Linked DNA regions of Tachysurus fulvidraco: region 2 is linked to region 1. Evidence: chromatin contacts called from public Hi-C data. All regions are on one chromosome and are shown on one strand. Each heading gives the region's core, a stretch centred on a gene start, on an enhancer-like site or on the middle of the called end of the contact. The rest is flanking DNA. Distances are from core to core; before and after follow the strand shown.

Region 1 (5,953 bases), core at 2,744-5,243:
CTCAGGTCTGTGTTTTATATTACAGACGTATCTCAGTCTACCTCAGGTCTGTGTTTTATATTACAGACGTATCTCAGTCTACCTCAGGTCTGTGTTTTATATTACAGACGTATCTCAGTCTACCTCAGGTGTGTGTTTTATATTACAGACGTATCTCAGTCTACCTCAGGTCTGTGTTTTATATTACAGACGTATCTCAGTCTACCTCAGGTCTGTGTTTTATATTACAGACGTATCTCAGTCTACCTCAGGTCTGTGTTTTATATTACAGACGTATCTCAGTCTACCTCAGGTCTGTGTTTTATATTACAGACGTATCTCAGTCTACCTCAGGTCTGTGTTTTATATTACAGACGTATCTCAGTCTACCTCAGGTCTGTGTTTTATATTACAGACGTATCTCAGTCTACCTCAGGTCTGTGTTTTATATTACAGACGTATCTCAGTCTACCTCAGGTCTGTGTTTTATATTACAGACGTATCTCAGTCTACCTCAGGTCTGTGTTTTATATTACAGACGTATCTCAGTCTACCTCAGGTGTGTGTTTTATATTACAGACGTAGCTCAGGCTACCTCAGGTCTGTGTTTTATATTACAGACGTATCTCAGTCTACCTCAGGTCTGTGTTTTATATTACAGACGTATCTCAGTCTACCTCAGGTGTGTGTTTTATATTACAGACGTATCTCAGTCTACCTCAGGTCTGTGTTTTATATTACAGACGTATCTCAGTCTACCTCAGGTCTGTGTTTTATATTACAGACGTATCTCAGTCTACCTCAGATCTGTGTTTTATATTACAGACGTATCTCAGTCTACCTCAGGTCTGTGTTTTATATTACAGACGTATCTCAGTCTACCTCAGGTCTGTGTTTTATATTACAGACGTATCTCAGTCTACCTCAGGTTTGTGTTTTATATTACAGACGTATCTCAGTCTACCTCAGGTCTGTGTTTTATATTACAGACGTATCTCGGTCTACCTCAGGTCTGTGTTTTATATTACAGACGTATCTCAGTCTACCTCAGGTCTGTGTTTTATATTACAGACGTATCTCAGTCTACCTCAGGTTTGTGTTTTATATTACAGACGTATCTCAGTCTACCTCAGGTCTGTGTTTTATATTACAGACGTATCTCAGTCTACCTCAGGTTTATTTCTCTTTACTAAACACTGCACATATTTTACACACTTTAGTCACCAGAAGGTGAACAGCTAGTGAACTTCCTCACACTAAACCTGCACTAAATTCTCAGCTTTCTCTGTTTATATTTATATTTTATAACACGTTGCACTATTTTATTACACTTTATTAAACATTTCTTACATTTTATTTCACCTTAAATGTTAAGAGATAATAGTTAAGTGTTCATTGTGACTTTAGACTCATGTTTACATTATAATTATTGGAGGTTTCCTGGTTGGTGACGTTTCTGTCTTAATAACTGAGGGGATTCTGATCAGAGGAAGGTGAAGTTTACAATAAAAAAGTTTAAATCTAATATTTTTCTCCTGGTCCTTATTTTAAATGGGTCATAAAGATCAATAATTATCGATATCGACCGATATGACGCACTGATATCATGATACAGTTTTCAGTCGTATCGCACAGCCCTAGTGTGTAGGATTTTTGTTTGGTCAATTTAAAAGGACGAGTCAAAAAGAACTTTCTCAGCCTCTGGACCAGCTTTTGTGGATTAATACGTTTCCTTTACAAATCCGTCGTATTCATTACAATAAACTGGAAATGTTACTTAACAGACATGTCTCAGGAAAAACATTAAAATGATCTTTAAAATGATCATGAAATTTTGATCAATCCACTAATCAGATCCACAAATCTGAGAAAAATGTCCCTTTTCTGAAAGCTAGGTGTGATGTTCTGCCTTCTGCTGAATCATTAGCATAAATGCATTTGGACAACAAAGTTAGAAAAAAAACATGATTCTTATCCAGACCTCAGTCAGTGTGAAGGTTCAGGAAAGCAAGCTGTAGATGGAGATAAGGAGGTCAATGATGGTGCATTAAACACTGTGGGGTGTGTGTGTGTGTGTGTGTGTGTGTGTGTGTGTGTGTGTGTGTGTGTGTGTGTGTGTGTGTGTGTGTGTGTGTGTGTGTGGGAAGGGCGAGAGGCTGAGAGAGCTCCACACTGTCTTAAAATAAACACCTGTGTCACACTTACACACACACACACACACACACACACACACACACCAAGAGAAAGAGATTTAACTGAACATCTTTTACTCTACTCCCCTTAACCTTTCTGCATTTTGAGACTTCAGGCTTTAGCAATTCTTTATAGACTCAGAATGTGTTTGTGTCAATTTGGTGAACACACACACACACACACACACACACACACACACACACACACACACACACACACACTGTATCACTTCATATTTCTCCACAGGAAGAACCTTTTTCGGAAATAATCCTGTTGAAAGGAAAATGTCAGAAAACGAGTTTGTCCAACGTGACTGTGCCCCAAAACCAGCAAATCCCTCTTCATTAAGCTGTGCAGTGTAATAACGGCGCCCCCTGCTGGAGAGGAACATTACTGAGCTTCAAACTTATGGTTCGGTGTAAATACGACCTGTGGTGCGGTGTGTGGTGTGTGTTGTGTGTGATGTGGTGTGTTGTGTGCGTGGTGTGTTGTGTGTGTGGTGTGTGTGTGTGTGTGTGTGTGTGTGTGTGTGTGTGTGTGTGTGTGTGTGTGTGGTGAGTGTGATCTCCTACTAAACATCTCCTACTTTGTACCTAGTTGTACAGTAGTGTTGTTACTAAGAACAGAAGTTGTGTACATGTCTCAGTGTAACTGACAGCTCACACACGGTTAGCTCGTGATAGCTAACAGGCTAATCTCGTAACTCTGAGTGTCGACACCGACACACGGTTCATCTCACGGGAATCATTCAGAAAGACTCTGACACGTCCAACAGAAACGCGTACAAACACAAAAATGGCTGGAATTGATGCTGCACCAGAATGAGCGCGTGCGGCGTTCGTTCAAGTTTAACCGCCGCGTGCGTGTGTGTGTGTGTGTGTGCGCGTGCCCCTACGTGTATATGTGGTATTCCCCTCACGCGCTGCGCGGTCTATGTAGGGCGCTCGCGCAGCAGGTGTTGCGCATCAACGGTCTGACAAAATAAAAAAAATAATAATACTAAAATAATGATTATAGATTTATTATTAATTCTCCTCTCGTGATAACAAGTTACGGGACCACGTCAAATATACACACACATTATTTTAAATAAATACATAAATATATAAATATATAAATATGCAAATAAATAAAGAAAGAAATAAAGAAAGAAACACACACACTCACATACACTCTCTCACACACACACACATACACACACACACACACACACACACACACACACCTACACACACACACAAACACACACACACAAACACACGCACAAACACACACGCGCGCGCACACACACACACAAACACACGCACAAACACACACGCGCGCGCACACACACACACACACACACACACACACACACACACACACACACATAACGCACATTTCCATCAGGTATTAAGGCACTTATTAAAGACTAAACCACTCACCCGATTCCTTCTTTACACGTTTGCACCATTCTAATGGCTGAGCAGATCGTTTCCCATCGTCTCAGATTCGGTAAAATCCGTTCAAGTTGAACAGAGACGGTGTAAATCCACCGGTGTCCTTGTGCTTACCTTCATCATCTCTAAAGTGTGTGGGAGGAACAAACGAATTTTTTGTTAATGGTTGTTAGCTAACAGAAAGTACATAGAATCCGGTGGGATTTTTTTTTTTCTCAGAGTCTCGAGCGCATCTTTCCGCAGTGGAGCCGGTGGAACAGGTCCGCGTGCCTCCGGTACCGTCCGCGTGCCTCCGGTACCGTCTCTGTAAGGTGGATATTCAACATCACACTGTCTCTCTCTCTCTCTCTCTCTCTCTCTCTCTCTCTCTCTCTCTCTCTCTCTCTTTAGTCGGGAGGGGAGGACACACACACACACACACACACACACACACACACACACACACACACACACACACACACACACACACACACACACACCAGCCGACACAACGGCGATTAATTTACACGTGAGAGCAGAATCCCAGACAGTTAGACACGCCGTAAACACTAGTAGATTACACGGATTAGGGTTTCGGTCGGATTCTCGGTGACAGTCTCGAGCGTCCCCGCGCACGGACGCAGTGCCTCCCACGCGCGTCAGTTACACGATCAGACCTTAAACAGGCGCGTTTAGGTTACAGGTAATAAACACACTGAGCTCTGTGTGTCACCTAAAGACGTTTTATTGGGTTTGTAACATTTATATTATACAAATCCACGGACACTCTCCGTTAACGTTTTAACTTTCCCGCCCATTTTAATTTCCAGTAGGCTGCGCGCGAGCTACTGCGTTTATTCTATATAAATTCTACACTCTCTCTCTCTCTCTCTCTCTCTCTCTCTCTCTCTCTCTCTCTCTCTCCCTCTGTCTCTCTCACTCTCTCTCCCTCTCTCTCTCTCTCTCGCTCCTGTCTCTCTCTCTCCTCGTCTCCTTCTCTCTCTTCCCCTCTCTCCTTCTCACTCTCTTTCGCTCTCTCTCTGTCTGTCCTCGCCTCGCCTCTCCTGCATCCTTCCTCTTCCTCTCTCCCTTCTCTCTCTCTCACTCATTCTCTCTCTCTCTCACTCTCCTCAGTCTCTCTCTCTCTGTCCTTTCTGTCTCTCATCTCTCTCTCTCTCGGCTGCTCTCTCTCTCTCTTCTCTCTCTCTTTTTCCTCTTCTTGTTATTCTCTCTCTCGTTGGTCATCTGCTCTCCTCCTCTCTCTCGCCCTCTCTCTGGCTGTCTGGTCTGTCCTCTCTCCTTCTCTCTTCTCTCTCTCCTCTCTGTCTCTCTCCTCTTCTCTCTCCTCTCTCCTCCTCTTATTCCGGCGTCTGTTTACCTTCTTCGCTCCCTCTCTATGTCTCAGCCCCTCTCTTCTCTCCGTTCTCTCCATACTCTGCCTATCTCAAGTCTGTCTCCTGTCCTCTCCTCTCTCTCCCTCTCTCCGTCTTTCTTCTCTCTCTCTCTCGCTTCTCTCTCTCTCCTCTGTCTTTCTCTCTCTCTCTCTCTCTCTCTCCTCGCTCTCTATCTCTCTCCTCTCTCTCCTCTCTCCTCTCTCTCTCTCTCTCCCTCTCTCTCTCTCTCTCTCTCTCATGCTCCTCTCTCTCTCCTCTCGTCTCTCCTCTCTCTTCGTCCTCTCCTCTCTCTCTCTCTCCCACTCTCTCTCTCTCCCTCTCTCTTTCTCTCTCTTTCTCTCTTCTCTCTCTCTCTCTCCTCTCTCCTCTCTCTCTCCTCTCTGCTCCTCTCTCTCTCTCTCTTTCTCTCTCTCTCCTCTCTCTTCTCTCTCTCCTCTCCTCTCCTCTCCCGTCGTCTCTCTCTCTCTCTCCCTCTCTCCCCTCTCCTCTCTCTCTGTTTCTCGCGTCTCTCTCTCTCTCTCTACTCTCTGTCTTTCCTCTCGCGTCTCTCTCTCCTCTCTCATTCCGCTCTCAGCTCACTGCCTCTTTGTCAACTTCTCCAATTCTAGCCTTCCTCTACCTTCTATTAGTCTATCTCCTTCCTCGCTCCCATCTTTCTCTCTGGTTCCACCTCTCTCTCTCCCTCTCTCTCTCTCTCTCTCTCCCTCTCTCTCTCTCTCTCTGTCACGCTGTTTGATGATATGAGCAGAACAAACTCATTTTCTTCAACTGTTACAGGATCGTCATCATGTAATCTGCCTTTATTGGGATCTCGCAGGGTGTGAAAAGGAATAATATTAAAAATGCTGCAATCTAAAATAAAATTTAGGTGACAAACTCAGTTGGTGCAGTTTTATTCCAGGGCAGTTTGTACAACACTGATGTGTTTGTGTAATGGTGTGAGTGGGTAATCGATATTTGGAGTGTTTT
Region 2 (4,389 bases), core at 1,261-3,760, 160 kb before region 1:
ATAAACACGGGTGTAATAAAGAACGTTAAACTTACGAGGTTTTGCCGCTCCCTGTCGCTCCCATGATGGCGTTCAGTCCCGTCTTCATGATGCCACTAAAATAAAGCAGCAGTGAACAAGTAATCGGAGTGTGACAGTCGAACCCTGGTGATCGGACAACCTCATGCTCTCCGTAACTGTTAGTCCTGCGATGTGTTTTGCTTTATGATGTTAATACAAACATTTATGCCCCTACAAAGCACTACTGAAATATAAAGCTCTATTTAAAAGGCAGTGAACGAGCCGGGTGGGCACGGTGGCTTAGTGGTTAGCACGTTCGCCTCACACCTCAGGGTTGGGGTTCGATTCCCGCCTCCACCTTGTGTGTGTGGAGTTTGCACGTTCTCCCCGTGCCTCGGGGGTTTCCTCCGGGTACTCCGGTTTCCTCCCCCGGTCCAAAGACATGCATGGTAGGTTGATTGGCATCTCTGGAAAATTGTCCGTAGTGTGTGTGTGTGTGTGTGTGTGAGTGAATGAGAGTGTGTGTGTTCCTTGTGATGGGTTGGCACTCCGTCCAGGGTGTATCCTGCCTCGATGCCCGATGACGCCTGAGATAGGCACAGGCTCCCCGTGACCCGAGAAGTTCGGATAAGCGGTAGAAGATGAATGAATGAACGAGCCGGTAATGAGTGATTGTTTACACCGGTGTGTGTGTGTGTGTGTGTGTGTGTGTGTGTGTGTGTGTGTGTGTGTGTGTGTGTGTGTGTGTGTGTGTGTGTGTGTATTACAGCAGCCTATTTATCTGCCCCCAGCCTCCTCAGCCCTATCCAACACACTACCAGGCTTTTCACACACGTACTGCACAAGGACACAATTCATATATTACTTAATTATCTGAGCTCATTTGAGGACCGTTTAAATGCTAACAAATATTAGTATCTGGATTTAATCTGTATTTAAAATGGAAAAAGGTTGTGATCTAGACTTGAATTTATAAACTACTTAAACCACTTATGATAGACAAAGAGCTGATCCTGTAAGCATCGTCCTGTTGCTGTTAGCACTGACCTGACATCTTTCAGGATCTCTCTCTCAGCTGCTCTCTTACGGCAAGGCCACCGGCTCTCTCTCACAACATAAGAGATGTTCTGGAAGGTCAAAGTCGGTCCCGGGACTTTCACGATTTCTTTCTCGCCTGCACGCTCTCTCAGAGATGACAGATCCATCATGTGAAGGAAAAAAAGAAACGTAAAGATAAACAGAGGACGTAGAGAACAAGATGTAAGTCAGAGAGATTTCCAAATCAAATCAGATGTCAACTAAAGCTGTTGACTTCTGCATGAACTGGACAAAGTCCAGTCTGTATTACATACTGTTTCATAAGGTTGTGTGATATAAAGGAAATCACACAGGAGGAGATAACGCCTGAACTTTGTAATACGACTGAGACAGAAGTTATGTTTAGACATCAGAAGTCAGCGTCAGGATCGGCGTCTGGGTGGTGCGATGAAGCCGTGATTCTGTTACCATTATTCTGTAGTCCAATAAAACTGCAGCGTCGTCTTCTAGCTTGCTGATGTTTGATGTCTGGATTCTCAGCTCGTCGCTGGTCAGACGGCATGGGTTCATTTTCTATAACAGCAGCTCTGGCAATAGTTCTGGCTGTTATTGTTACAGTATCATCGATTTCTATAGTAACACTGAGACATACAGTAATGCTCCACGTAAAAAAAGCGGGGAAGTCGTGGCCTAATGGTTAGAGTCTGACTCCTAACCCTAAGGTTGTGGGTTCGAGTCTCGGGCCGGCGATAGCACGACTGAGGTGCCCTTGAGCAAGGCACCGAACCTCCCCAACTGCTCCACGGGCGCCGCAGCATAAATGGCTGCTCACTGCTGTGTGTGTGTGTGTGTTCACGTTGTGTTTGTGTTCACTGCTGTGTGTGTGTGTGTGTGTGCACTTTGGATGGGTTAAATGCACAGAACGAATCCTGAATACGGGTCACCGTACTTAGCTGTACGTCACGTCAATAGTGAGATAATATACGCAACAAAAGACCTAAATGTGTTCGATACGTTTTTTGAGAAGTAACTCAGTGGCATTCTGTATTTGGTGAGAAGTTCAGTGATGACATCATCCACTCCTCCTGTATATATCACTATATATACTGCTATGAACTTCTGCTTAGATTCTCACTGCATTTCATTGGCTTTGTACACGATGACGATAACGTTTAATCTAAGCTAATGCTATCATTTGTCTTGCCTTTAGTGACATACACACATCAACATTGTTCAACATTTTCTTTATTTTTTATACACAAGAAGTTTATAACGTCAGTCGTGTCTAACACTAGATCACTAGTGGGTGTGGCTTAAGGATCTATCGGCTCTGTGATTCTCCCCGCCCACATCGGACTCCTGGCGAATCACAGTGGGATCTGCGGCTCAGTGTCCGGATGTGAAGCCGCACGGTTTCCTGGATTCCACGCCTGTAACCGTATGATGGCGAATGAGAGCCGAGACACGCAGGTAAAGGCGGGACATGTGCGTGTTTATGTGGTGAATCTGAGCGAATTGCAGCGGTGTTGAGACACAATAAGGCGGGGTTTAGAGTGTAACTTGTTTTCATGAGCCGCTCGTCTCGCCGTTCTGCGCGTCGCCGTTTTGTTTTGTCAGCCGGTGGAGTTCATGCGCCATGCAGTCGGAGGTCTGACGGGGAAAAAGCTAGCAGCTGTGGATCAGGCGGGATTCGGTTATTCAGCTCGGAGTGAACAGTAACGTGTTAGCTGACTTATAACACAAAAGTCGGTGAATAATTATGGAGGAGAAGAAGGAGGAGGGCGAGGCGGAGATCCAGGAGCACGGACCCGAGCACTGGTTCTCCAAATGGGAGCGGCAGTGTCTGGCTGAGGCCGAGCAGGACGAGCCGAGCGAAGAGGAGCCGGAGCAGAGCCGGCAGAAGCTGTGGCATCTCTTCCAGAACTCAGCCACGGCGGTCGCGCAGCTTTACAAAGGTCCGACACACATAAGTAGCTGATCTGTGCATGCTATGTTATGCTAAGCTATGCTAAGTGAGTTAGCCTGCTAGCTAAACAAAGGGCACCAGGCTCGGCTAGCCTGCCTTGGTAACCTCCTACAACACGCCGAGACAAAGCTGCTTTATGACCGCTTAATGACCCAGACATTGCGCTCGGGTCTGTTCGTGACGGCGTTACGGATTTATTTCCCACTGTATCCACACTGAAGGTCGCTTTAGCTAGTCGATATAAAACCTAGCGTGTTACCTCAGGCTAGCTAGCTGTATGCTAACACCGTCTCTAATTAGGCGGCTCGTTATTAGCGCACTTTAACTTGTACGTTTTTTACTTTTTTTTTTGTTAAATCTACATTTCGATAGTCGCGTCAATAAAACACGTAACAACCGAAATGTTTTTTGTTTGTTTCTTTTTCTGACGCCTATGATTTGGTGAAACAAAATGGCGAAGTCCTGGGAGGAGTTCCTGAGGGGGAAAATAACTTCACACGGTTTACAGCCCCAAGCCTGTGCGTTCACGTCGCCTTCCCTTTACTGTGAGCTGGAACACTAACACCAAAAACTAATGGCTGTGTTTCTAAACAGAAATCCACCTCATGCCAATGAAGCGTTGGGTTAAAGAAATGCTAAGACACAAAATGGCGAAGGAAGGTTTATAGGCAGCCAGCTGAGTTGTTGTGCTTGTGATTCCGTGCAGCTTCAGGACGCCGCTCACTATCTGTTCTGCTCCTCTTCAGGGGTAAATGGGCTACTTTTAGGATCATTGCTCCCTAACTGAGTGTCCATGTGAACTTGTGTTGGCTCACTGTCCTGTTTACACGAAGCGAAATCTGATCAAAACTAAACCTTCTACTCCCAACAAAATGGCGTCTTCCTCTTGGATATCAGATTGTATCAGATTTACAGTTTTATTGTTATTACTTGGTAAATGTGCACATTTATTGTGAACAATGTGAACTTTTGTTTGGTTTTGACAGCTTTGTGTCCCCTGTCCAAACCCCTAACACGCACTGCTCCTTACACAAGTGCCCTACAGTATACTGACACACTAATGAGCCCTATGTAGTGCACTAGCTCTTCAGTCAGGGGACATTTATCTCATTAACGTTAACAGACAGGGGAAATGATGACACATGATGTTTCTGGGAAAGTAAAAGAGTTTCCTGTCATTATCTTTTTCTTACAGATCGAGTATGTCAGCAACAGGGGCTTTCTCTGTGGGTCCCTTTTCAAAATGCTGCTACTGCCGTCACCAACCTGTATAGAGGTATGTTGTGTCCACAGGACGGTGTCCGATGTGTTCATGGTGTAAGAGACAAAACCGTGACTGTACGTGCGTGTAAAGACGTGTACGACAAACCACACGTCACAAGATT

The links. A called contact is a pair of places that touch in the nucleus more often than the background predicts.
Region 2: a Hi-C map of ovary shows a contact between it and region 1, with 6 times the contacts expected there. The contact joins the promoter of zgc:77849 here to the promoter of grin2ab in region 1. A contact is called at or near these places in 2 of 4 Hi-C or Micro-C datasets (blood and ovary).

The regions. Positions count from the first base shown.
Region 1 is chr18:906,108-912,060 of HZAU_PFXX_2.0, reverse strand. grin2ab (glutamate receptor ionotropic, NMDA 2A) reads right to left here and starts at 3,993. Exons shown (of 13, transcript XM_047802732.1): 1 at 3,597-3,993.
Region 2 is chr18:1,069,992-1,074,380 of HZAU_PFXX_2.0, reverse strand. zgc:77849 (telomere attrition and p53 response 1 protein) reads left to right here and starts at 2,510. Exons shown (of 4, transcript XM_027142981.2): 1 at 2,510-2,993; 2 at 4,200-4,280. The coding sequence starts at 2,798. abcg2b (broad substrate specificity ATP-binding cassette transporter ABCG2b) reads right to left here and starts at 1,357. Exons shown (of 15, transcript XM_027142767.2): 1 at 1,048-1,357; 2 at 36-95. The coding sequence starts at 1,208.